Linked DNA regions of Danio rerio: region 1 is linked to region 2. A link is a contact called in public Micro-C data. All regions are on one chromosome and are shown on one strand. Each heading gives the region's core, a stretch centred on a gene start, on an enhancer-like site or on the middle of the called end of the contact. The rest is flanking DNA. Distances are from core to core; before and after follow the strand shown. Region 1 overlaps znf469 (zinc finger protein 469). Region 2 overlaps banp (BTG3 associated nuclear protein).

Region 1 (5,259 bases), core at 583-3,082, 550 kb before region 2:
GTGTAGTTGGGAACTTGAACCTTGTGCAGCATTCCTAATTTGGTGAACACTGCCTTGAACAAGAACCCTCTGGCTAGTGGTGCCGTTTTTAAGATGGCAGCCTCTTTTCCCCGCTGCTGCAAACCCTGTTTCCCTGCTTTCTACTGGAGTAAAAGCATCAGCTTTATCTGTAATATTCTTTCTTTGCTCTGAATGGTGAGTGCTTGATACAGAGATTTCATCATTACTGGCAACAGAAGATGACATACCAAGCGGTGTCTGCATGTACTGGGGTGGTTTAGGGTGCATTTGGTATGATTGTCTGTCCTCTACCTGATCATTGCCAAACTGAGAATTTGTTTGCATGGCTTCATGGCCCTCTGAAGAAGATGGGAAGGAAAATGAATTTTGAGAAACTTGGTTAGGAGTAAGAGAAATGTCTATGAAGTCTTGTGACTGTGTAGTCCTATCACAGGGAAAAGAATCGGATGCTGATTCATCTAACAATGGATATCCATACTGAAATGGCATAGGGATAAAACTACTATTGGCTTTGTTCAAGTCCACAAGGTTGTTTGACTTTTGTGAAGAAATGCCAAAACTAGTGTTTCTGAAAGTCCTCTCTGAAGAGTGCCATGTGTCTGTCTCATTCAGGTGAAAGTCGGGGAATAAAGTTTCGTTGATGACAGGTTGTGTGTTGTTGCTATCTGTTGAGCTGGGCTTCTGTTGCTGTTGTTGTGAAGCAGATGGTGGATTCTGGTGAGTTGGTCCTACAGAGGTGGTGCCTGCAGACTGTGAGGTATAGCTTTGGGAAGTAAGGTTAGGTGAGCCCTCCTGGAAACATCTAAACTGTAGTTCTTCCTGCTGTAGTTCAGCCTCTCGCTCTGGAATACTTGGCACATGGAAGCGGTAGCTGCCTGAGACTGGACCCCTGTTGGACTCAAGCTTCTTTGGAGGTGAGACCTTCTGCTGGGGATAGGCTATCCCAATTGTGGGATTTGAGCGTTGGTTTGTAATACTTAGTCTGTATAACTGCTGCGGGCTGCCACGTTCTCCTTTCCCCGACTTTCTAGTCTTGTCTCTATTGCGATTCTTCCCATTAGGAGACTGAGGGCTGTCCTTGCTGCTGGGCCACGTTCTGTTGCTACTGAACGAATGGTTCTGCAGTGACTTAAAATCAATCTTTCCAGCCTGCTGTGGTCGAATCACAGCCTCCCGTTGTTGCGTGTTGTCCCTCTCTTTTTCAGTAAACTTAGCAAGATTGTTCACAGCCTGTGGCGCCAGACTCACATTTTGAAAGTGCTCAGGGGACTTTTTTTGCTCCACGGCCCCCTTCTCCTTTTTTTTAGATTCATTATCCAGGTCTTTGGCAGCCAAGGACTGTTTAGTCTCTTCAGTCATGATGCTGGTGAGGCGAGTTCAGCACACTGGTCCTTATCTGTACAGGCTGTGACATGGACACATTATGTTCCAGTCAAAATCAATAGGCCTGCAGTAACAGAAGCTTGAAGCACAGTATTATTCCCTCTCTCTCATCTGTTCATTTCCTTGATGATGAAATGTTCATCTGCCATTGTTGTGTTCTGAAAATAGAAATAAGATACAAAAAGTTCAGTTATCACTTTAGTGTTGCATTTGTTCAAAACCATTTGAAAAATAAAGCTACAGAAATTTGGTGTCACATATTGGAAATGATTAATTATTCAACCACAATAAATAAAACATGCAACTGTTGTTATAAATATATTAAAGCAGAGGCTCACCTGGGATGGTTAATGTTTATTGTGTAGCACTGGGATCTAGACTTCAGACCCACAACTCCACGTTTCACCTGAAGAGGGCAGAATTGCATTAGTTTTTGGTAAATATGAAAACCCAAACACTCACATAAATTAAAAAGAAAGAGTTCATGGAACTGTAATCCCAATGCACCACACTAGATAATATTCACAAAGACTTCAGTTTAAAGACTCATTGTGTAAAACCTTTGTGTGCTTTATATTCAGGGTAACTTTGGCTTAATGTTTTGCTTGTGGCCAGACTATAAGCAGCTGAAAGTTTGACAGCAGTGTGTTTTTACTTGGCTTGGAAAATGTGTGCATTTTGCTTTCAACTGTGTATTTTTAGCAGATGACCATCGAAAAAGTTACATGGAGAGATTTTAGGAGTGATTTCTGCCTCCAGAGCATTTTGATAAATGGATGGATAGATAAACATGGATGAAAACATGGCCCTTTTTCTCTCATTTAATCTAATCATGATTTACAGTTTCATGTGAAGCACATGACCTAGCATCCATATTGGCATGGCCTACAGTAAGTCTCTCTGTGTGTGTGTATATATATAAGTATAAAATATATATTTTGTATATATATTTTTCAGATAGGGGCTTCAACTCGCATAAGATAAAAAATAAAAATAAAAAAACTTTAAGGGAATTGTGTAATCTTTCTTGACAACTATTTACTCCTATCATCTTCACTGAGAGTGCATTACCTCTGGCCTCTAAGACAGAGTTCTTCCACAATCACTGTTTATCCTGTCAAATTGAATAGGCTCTGTATATGCGTTGCAATCAACCTGTGCTTCCTTGATATGGCCACAGGCTACAGAACTGGGCTTATCTTTTGATAAAATGGCCAGGTATGAGAACTCTGTTATGACTTGTTTTAAAGCATATGAACTACACATTATGTTTCCTTTAAAGCAAATGAGGCATTTTGACAGATGGGCAATTCATAATGTTGAGTGTACAGTGAATATCTCACTGGTAAAGTATGAATGATAAGGGTGTGGCACAAAATACCTGGCCCAATAACAGAGCCCTGAGGCATTCAGAAAAAAAAAAAAAAAAAAAAAAGAGTATTATATATATATATATATATATATATATATATATATATATATATATATATATGCTCCCTGAATTATTTTTATACGCACACGCACTCGCACACGCACACACACGCACAGTTGAAGTTAGAATTATTAGCCACCCCCTGAATTATTAGCCGGCCTGTTTATTTTTTACCCCCCAATATCAGTTTAATGTAGAGAAGTGTTTTTTCCAACACATTTCTATGTCATAATAGTTTTAATAACTCATCTCTAATACCTGATTTATTTTGTCTTTGCCATGATGACATAAAATAACATTTTACTAGATATTTTTCAAGACACTTCAATACAGCTTAAAGTGAAATTTAAAGGCTTAACTAGGTTAATTAGGTTAACTAGGCAAGTTAGAGTAAATAGGCAAGTTATTGTATAACCATGGTTTGTTCTGTAGACTATCGAAAAAAAAAGTAGCTTAAAGGAGCTAATAATTTTGACGTTAAAATGTTTTTTCAAAAATTAAAAACTGCTTTTATTCTAGCCGAAATAAAACAAACAAGACTTGCTCCAGACGAAAAAAAAATATTATATACACACAGTGCTCGGCATAACTGAGTACCCCCCATTTTGAAAGTTAATATTTTATCCATTTTTCAGTGAATATAGGTCATATATTTTGGTTCATTTGAATAAAACCGGGTGACGCAGTGGCACAGTAGGTAGTGCTGTCGCCTCACAGCAAGAAGGTCACTGAGTCGCAGGTTCGAACCTCGGCTGGGTCAGTTGGCGTTTCTGTTTGGAGTTTGCATGTTCCCCCTGCGTTTTCGTGGGTTTCCTCCGGGTGCTCCGGTTTCCCCCACAGTCCAAAGACATGCGGTACAGGTGAATTTTAGTAGGCTAAATTGTCCGTAGTGTATGAGTGTTTGTGTGGATGTTTCCCAGAGATGGGTTGTGGCTGGAAGGGCATCCGCTGCATAAAAATGTGCTGGATAAGTTGGCGGTTCATTCCGCTGTGGCGACTCCAGATTAATAAGGACTAAGCTGACAAGAAAATGAATGAATGAATGAATAAAACCGATTTATTAAACAGATATATTTATTCAAATAATATTTTAGTCATCAAACATCTTTAGAAATAGAAAGATAATGCAATTGAGTTCATGCAAATTTTGTAAGTTTGTAAGAAAATGATTTCTTTTAATTTTTGCTTTTTTTTTTTTTTTTAACCAAAAATAACAATATTTTTCCCTAACACATAAACTTGGGCTACTAATTTTTGGACCGTTATCGCAAGTTATCTAATGTATATGCACAATTAGAATATTTTAACACTTCCTATAGAAACGCACACACACACACACACACACACACACACACTGGAAAGAAATGATAGACCACATAATTCAATATCTCCACTTTTTCAGTTTTCTTTCTCTTGCCCAAGCATTTCAGTATCTGCTATTTTATAAGTAAGAGGTATTTTTAAGAATATTGAAGATGGTAAAAGAGTGAAGCTGATCAAATTAGACGCAGCTGCAAATCCTTTAAACAACTGTGACTGTTCTGCAGTTTTAGCTGCTTGAGAACTGTCTTTTCCTCCGGCTATAGCAGACAGTCTAAATAGCTCAGAATTACCATAACGTTCCCCACGTTGACACAAAAAAGATAGACATGTTTGTCTTAACGATAAGAATGAAAATTTCAGTTCTGTGCCTCAACTTTAATTCTTAAACTGAACAGTGTGCATTTTCTTCAAGATCTCTTTTTATTGCCATGCTTAAAGGCATTATAGTTTCCATTCTGAAATCCACCTGGCTCTGGTATTTAACAGGTTGGTCTGCAGTCTAAGCTTTGCCTGGGTTTGGATATAACTGTGAAAAGTCACATCCCCCCTCCAGCTCCTGTCATAGTCAAAGCGAGTGTGTCTGTTGGTCTCCCTGCAGCCTGAAGGATGACTCAACTCCACTCGACTGCTGGGAGCACCCTGCAGTGGCAAAGCTTGATCTGGCCGGGAGCCATACATCACGTCTCTTTCTGTGTTTGCCCAGGCCGGCCAGCCCCCTGGAAAGGCCGCAGAGGGGAACACAAGCTGACTGTGACAACAAAGACCGCAGTTGCAGGAATCGCAGGAGCCTACTAGAAGTATCACCAAAGCCAGAGCTGTCAGCGTACAAAGAAGCCAGGGTCATTTATGTCCTCGCGACTGTCAGCTTGACTTCCCCACCCCTATCTCCACTCTCCCAGTGCACACCGCACGCATGACCATGAATTAATGCCATCATCCGTACCCTATTTTAAGTGAGCTCTCTGGTTAGCCAGATTTACACTCGTGAAAAAAAGTCGGTTTAGTAGAACTTGGCCTGGAAATAAAGAGCGCCTGTCACACACTTCATTACAAAGTATGACTTGATATCAAATCCTGTGAGAGCTGTCTGAAAATGGCTC
Region 2 (5,129 bases), core at 2,027-4,526:
CTGCAAACTCCGCACAGAAATGCCAACTAACCCAGCCGGAGCTTGAACCAGCAACCTTCTTGCTGTGAGGCGATCGTGCTACCCACTACCCCTTCGTGACGCCTTGCCCAGATATCCTTAGGTTTAAATGATGTATCTTTGAGTGCTAATCATAACATATTGTGTACTTGTTTCTAATGGGTCCGTTATGATCGTTATTACATCACGTTCATAATATTAGTTTAATTGTTAAACTTTTTTTCTTTTTATTAACTTAAATTTTATTTGATTATTTTTTATTCACTTTTTTTTCATGCTTTGGGTGTAAATGAGCCCAAATTCAAAACAGTCGTACAGTATTTTGTTCTCTGATCAGACTTACATCGAATACCGTAGATCATGAGTGGGTCGAGCTGTTTTTTGCCATGCTTGCCCTGTCCAGAGAGGTTGGAGACAGCCTGAACTTCACGGTGGAACAGGTAGTCCAGTAGCGTCAGCGCCATTTTCTCCGCCGTGCGGCAGTTAGTGCTGATGTGCAACATGTCGGCTGGAGAAACAGGGCAGCGGACGCGCATCTCAGGGTTGTTTTCATCACCGAGCCACGTTCCTGTTGGATAATCCTCTGTGGAGCAAAGATGAAGATGCACAATAAAATTACTAAGTCCTCTTTTTTCCCAAATATTAACAGTATTTCTGTCTTGACAGGTAGATTGGCACTTCAATAAAATCAAAAAATAAATAAATAAATAAATAAATACATTAATGAATAAATATATACAGTTAAAGTCAAAATAATTAGCCATCCTGTAAACACTTCTTGTCGACACTTTTTAAACAATGGGTTTGATACCTGTTTTTTATAAAATACTTTCTTTGGTCTTTGGCACGATGACAGTAAATATTATTTTTTTTGTTATTTTGCAAGATAACATTTTTTCAAATATCTTAGGGATCATCAAGATGTTTTCTGGCAAAACTGAGACAAGTCTTTATGTTAGTTTTGCTTAGCAGTGGTTTTCGGCTTTAAACCTTTTTTTTTTTTTTTTTTTTACTTATGGTGGAGTCATGAACACTCTTTATGCCTAATTACTTAAAAATATATATGATGTGTTTACTTGGGTTATCTTTGAGTAATGTTTCAATTTATTTGATTAAAATTTGACAAAATTTTAATAAAAAAAAAAAAAGCATACAGTGAACAGATGTTTTTTTTTTTTTTTTTTCCGGTATTATTAATTGTACTTAAATAAACAGTGTTGTTGTTATGATTAAGAAAAACTAATATTGGCAGTAAAAAAAATACGTTTTCTGAAATTGAAACAATAAAATATATAAATATCAAAAGATAAACATAAATCACGGTTCTTGCACATTTTTAAAGTCAAATTTAAGCACTTTTTAGGTGTACAATGTACAAGTGTAGTAAATGGCATAGTCAAACACATAAACATATATCGTCACATTATATCCAATGCTATTTGGTATTATATCCTGTAGTACAGTTATGAATCTAAAGAGTAATTTACCCCAAGCCCAACATTAAAATAATTTATGAGTTCATGAAGTAATTTACTCTCTTAAATGTGAATTGCTTACATCTTAAACATGTAATCTTCCACCTTAAATTTATATTTATTTTAATTTCATGTGTTGTACAAATTATTTCAAGCACTTTATCCTAAATCTAATCAAAATTTTCGAATCTTTTTAAAACAGTAGATTCAAATTTATGTATTTTCAGATTTTTTTAGATGTATTTATCACAGATAAATGGAAATTGCAAATGGCATCTTGACTATTAGCGTAACAAATTTCAACCGCAAGACAGAGAGACAGAACTAAATAAAACATATTTTATATTAATACTTAATTATTAAAAAAAAAAATATATATATATATATATATATATATACACACACACACACACACACACACAAACACATAATATGTTTATATGAATTTTTTTATAGAAAGTTTATTTAAATAGTGTGTATTGTTATATTTTAATGATTTGCTCTGGCTTTTGCATAGTAAGGGGTAAACACACCAAAATTACTTTTCTAATAAATATATAAACCAAATCCCAATAATCTTTATAAATGTAGCAGCTTCAAGAATTACATTTTAAACAGATTTAAGAGTCGGCTTATTTGATTTGAACTATTTCTATCTATAAATGTGACTCTCACAAGGTCTTATTCTGAACTACCGGGGGAATACATGTAACATCAGCCATTGTTTTTAATATCTGTCGACCACTAATTCCAAATATGTGTGGATGGTGTAAGAATATGTCCCTTAACGTCTATGCAGCAGACCTGAGTTCTCAGCACAATCCAAACCAAAAGGCAAGAGTGTCCCCTGGTGGCCATTTTGTATGACCAAACAAATATATTACAAGAACAATACTGCTTAAACTCTTAAATAAAGAGTGTCTTCATTTGATCAGAAAATACAGCTGGAAAAACTCAAGGATGCCTTCTTTTCAATAAATTCTGCTATATTTTTGTCACAGATATAGTTTTGGCCATTTCGGAGACTGAAATATACCAGTTTATTGTGGGATGAATGGGGTTTTCTGTCTCTTGTCAAAGTATGAGAGTAAAATGAGGTTTTAATGAGTAAATTGCCTCTGATGACGTTAAGAATAAAACGTTTTAAAAAATAAGTAATAAAAAAAAAGAACTTTCAGACAGAATGTAGTGGTACATTTATGTATCATATTTGTGTGCTCCTTGTCCTCAAATGTACAAACTGCAATGGTTTCTCTGTCTTAAGGTAAAATTCTGTTCCATAAAATGATTCTGCCCCAGTGACAAGGGTTTGTACCTCCTTTGGTACAACATCGTACCATTTTTTTGAGAGTGCATTCGTTTTTCCTACAATAGAATTTAATTTTTACAAGTTTTCTGCTTTCTTCTGAATATCTTATTCTGTGTTCCAACAGAAGAAAGAAACTCAAGAGTTTGTATATATTGTAAACAGTGAGGACATTTTTATTTTTGAGAGAACTATCCCTTTAAGTGTGCAGTTATTGTTTGGTTATTTTAACAAAACCATTATAATATTAATAAAGGTGATCATTATGTGGTCACTAAAATCGTTATTGCCATTTTATTACATCTCCATTTCTATATTCTTAGTTTTTAAACCTCTGAATACTGATGTAGTGAATCAGCTGTAAACATAATTTGACTTTGATCGTTTTTATCCCTTTGAATCCATCAATCACAGACAGCTGTACAACACGGCCATGTTTGTTTTTAAATAAAAAAGGTCACATGACAAAAAATGACAGCTTGTGAGATGAAAGAGCTGACACGCGTCAGCGCCACTCCCTCACATCAAAACAGCGAACAAGGTTATAGCAAAGGGGAAAACAATCCAAACAAACAAAAGCAAAGCCTTTTAAGAACCAAATGTACCATTCGTTGACTAAATATCATCACGAACAGCTGTGAACAGAGCGAATATTTGTGGAGGAACGTCTTTGAACTAACCGAGCTAACCCAGACGCCACACAAAAAGCAAACCAGTCAAATAATAAGAAAAGCAAAAGCAGAAGTTAAGCAATCAAAACAAACCCTTTAATCCCAGGCCTCCCCCAGACCAAAGACCCATCGCTGAATCACATAAGACCAGACGGTTTACACAACACTATTGTTATTGATGTAGCAAGCTGTTTTAATCATGTCCAGGGAGAACTAGCGGATAGCCAAAACATGTTTATATTATTACTCGAATGTTTCTTTAGTTGAGTATACTTTGATTTCAATAACCAGGGCCTGTTCACACTGTTAAGATTTTAAGCTCGTTTACTGCTACATTTCTATGCTTAAATGTTGCGAAGCAGATCAAACACATGTGAGCCATAAACATACTATTATCTTATTTGTGCAGATTTATTTCAGATATTGCCGTGTCTTCAAACCTTTTCTGTACACAATCGAATTCTTCGCTCTTCTTGTGAGGCCATGCTCAATTCAAAACAAATGGATCCCGATGACAAAAAAATAATTTCCTTTAAAGATGCTATAAAGTCAAAATTGGAGTTTTTATTGTGGCTTTTAGTTGATGTGTGTTGGCGTTGAGGAAGATTATTTGCGAGTGCACTTTTTAATGTTGACAAAATTAGCTTTTAGTAGATGCAAAATTTATGATGGTTCTCTTTTGGAAAACAAATAAAGTTGATGACTAATCCTGCACTGCACCATTTCTTGATCCAATCAAATGTACTGCATTAAAGCTAATTCATAAAGCTATCTTTTCCTTGTTAAAAGGAGTTTTTGTCATAACCATCCACAGAAGAAAAGCGTGAAATTACAATTTTAGACATGCTTTCTGATACTGTAACGTCGTGACTGAACAAGAGCACAAACAAGAATGACAATAACCGCCTCAGGTACTGATTATGTGCTGTATTCAGGCTAATGGTCCGTTTCCACTGAGTGGTACAGTTCGGTTCGGTTTGTTATGCTTTTTATGGCCATTTCCACTGTCAAAAGGCGTACCGAACCAAACAGTACCCTTTCGAAAGGGTCCCAAACACAAGAAAAAGGCGGAGCTAGACGTGCAGCTGAACGCTATTGGTTTACAGAGATACGTCATTCGCTTACGCAACAACACCGAATGTAAACAAAGGACCTGCCATGTTTGAAATACACAGCGAAAGATTACTTGTTCTTCAATATCTGAAATAACTAACTTCTTGACCTCATGATAATAATAGTGTGCGCTTGATTATTGACAAGCTTTGGAAACCCGATCCTGATGATAAACGCGAGAATGACACATTCAGAAAGAAAAGGACAAACGCGAGAATGGAGCGCGGAAAAAAAAACGTGGAAAGCCAAGGAGCACGTTTTATTCTTCAGCAAACGTGAACAAACTGCCTTGTTTTAATTTTTAGCATCACCTTTTGGACTAATATGAACTGGGAATGATGGAATGACTCTCTAACAGAGGCTACATGTGCTGCTAAAGATTACAGACACAGATGATGAGAGGTTTTCAATGACTGTAGGCTATACTTTGTGTTGTTTTGAACCTAATTAAGGACGAAATGTATGTTGTGTGTACTTTTTCTGTAGTTGGTAACATATCGGGGACTGTAAGGGGCTGTATGTGTTCATATGTGTTCATTTGTTCAT

Evidence for each region. Hi-C and Micro-C count contacts between places; a contact is called where the count stands out from the background.
Region 1: a Micro-C map of caudal fin shows a contact between it and region 2, with 12 times the contacts expected there. The contact joins two enhancer-like sites. A contact is called at or near these places in 4 of 18 Hi-C or Micro-C datasets (caudal fin, embryo, hematopoietic stem cells and 1 more) and 1 of 4 datasets of contacts at active chromatin or transcription factors (caudal fin).

The regions. Positions count from the first base shown.
Region 1 is chr25:33,420,489-33,425,747 of GRCz12tu, reverse strand. znf469 (zinc finger protein 469) reads right to left here. Exons shown (of 5, transcript XM_073943275.1): 4 at 1,743-1,810; 5 at 1-1,562. The coding sequence starts at 1,380. Among named protein-coding and RNA genes, the nearest start is that of dre-mir-135a, 17 kb to the left of the region's middle. Within about 2 kb of position 1,832, at least 2 of the 62 cell types and tissues checked have an H3K27ac peak or open chromatin away from gene starts, as enhancers often do. A contact at or near this core is called in caudal fin, where this site is marked.
Region 2 is chr25:32,868,273-32,873,401 of GRCz12tu, reverse strand. It overlaps banp (BTG3 associated nuclear protein), which reads right to left. Exons shown (of 13, transcript NM_001020632.1): 7 at 362-601. Among named protein-coding and RNA genes, the nearest start is that of banp, 17 kb to the right of the region's middle. Within about 2 kb of position 3,276, at least 3 of the 62 cell types and tissues checked have an H3K27ac peak or open chromatin away from gene starts, as enhancers often do. A contact at or near this core is called in caudal fin, where this site is marked.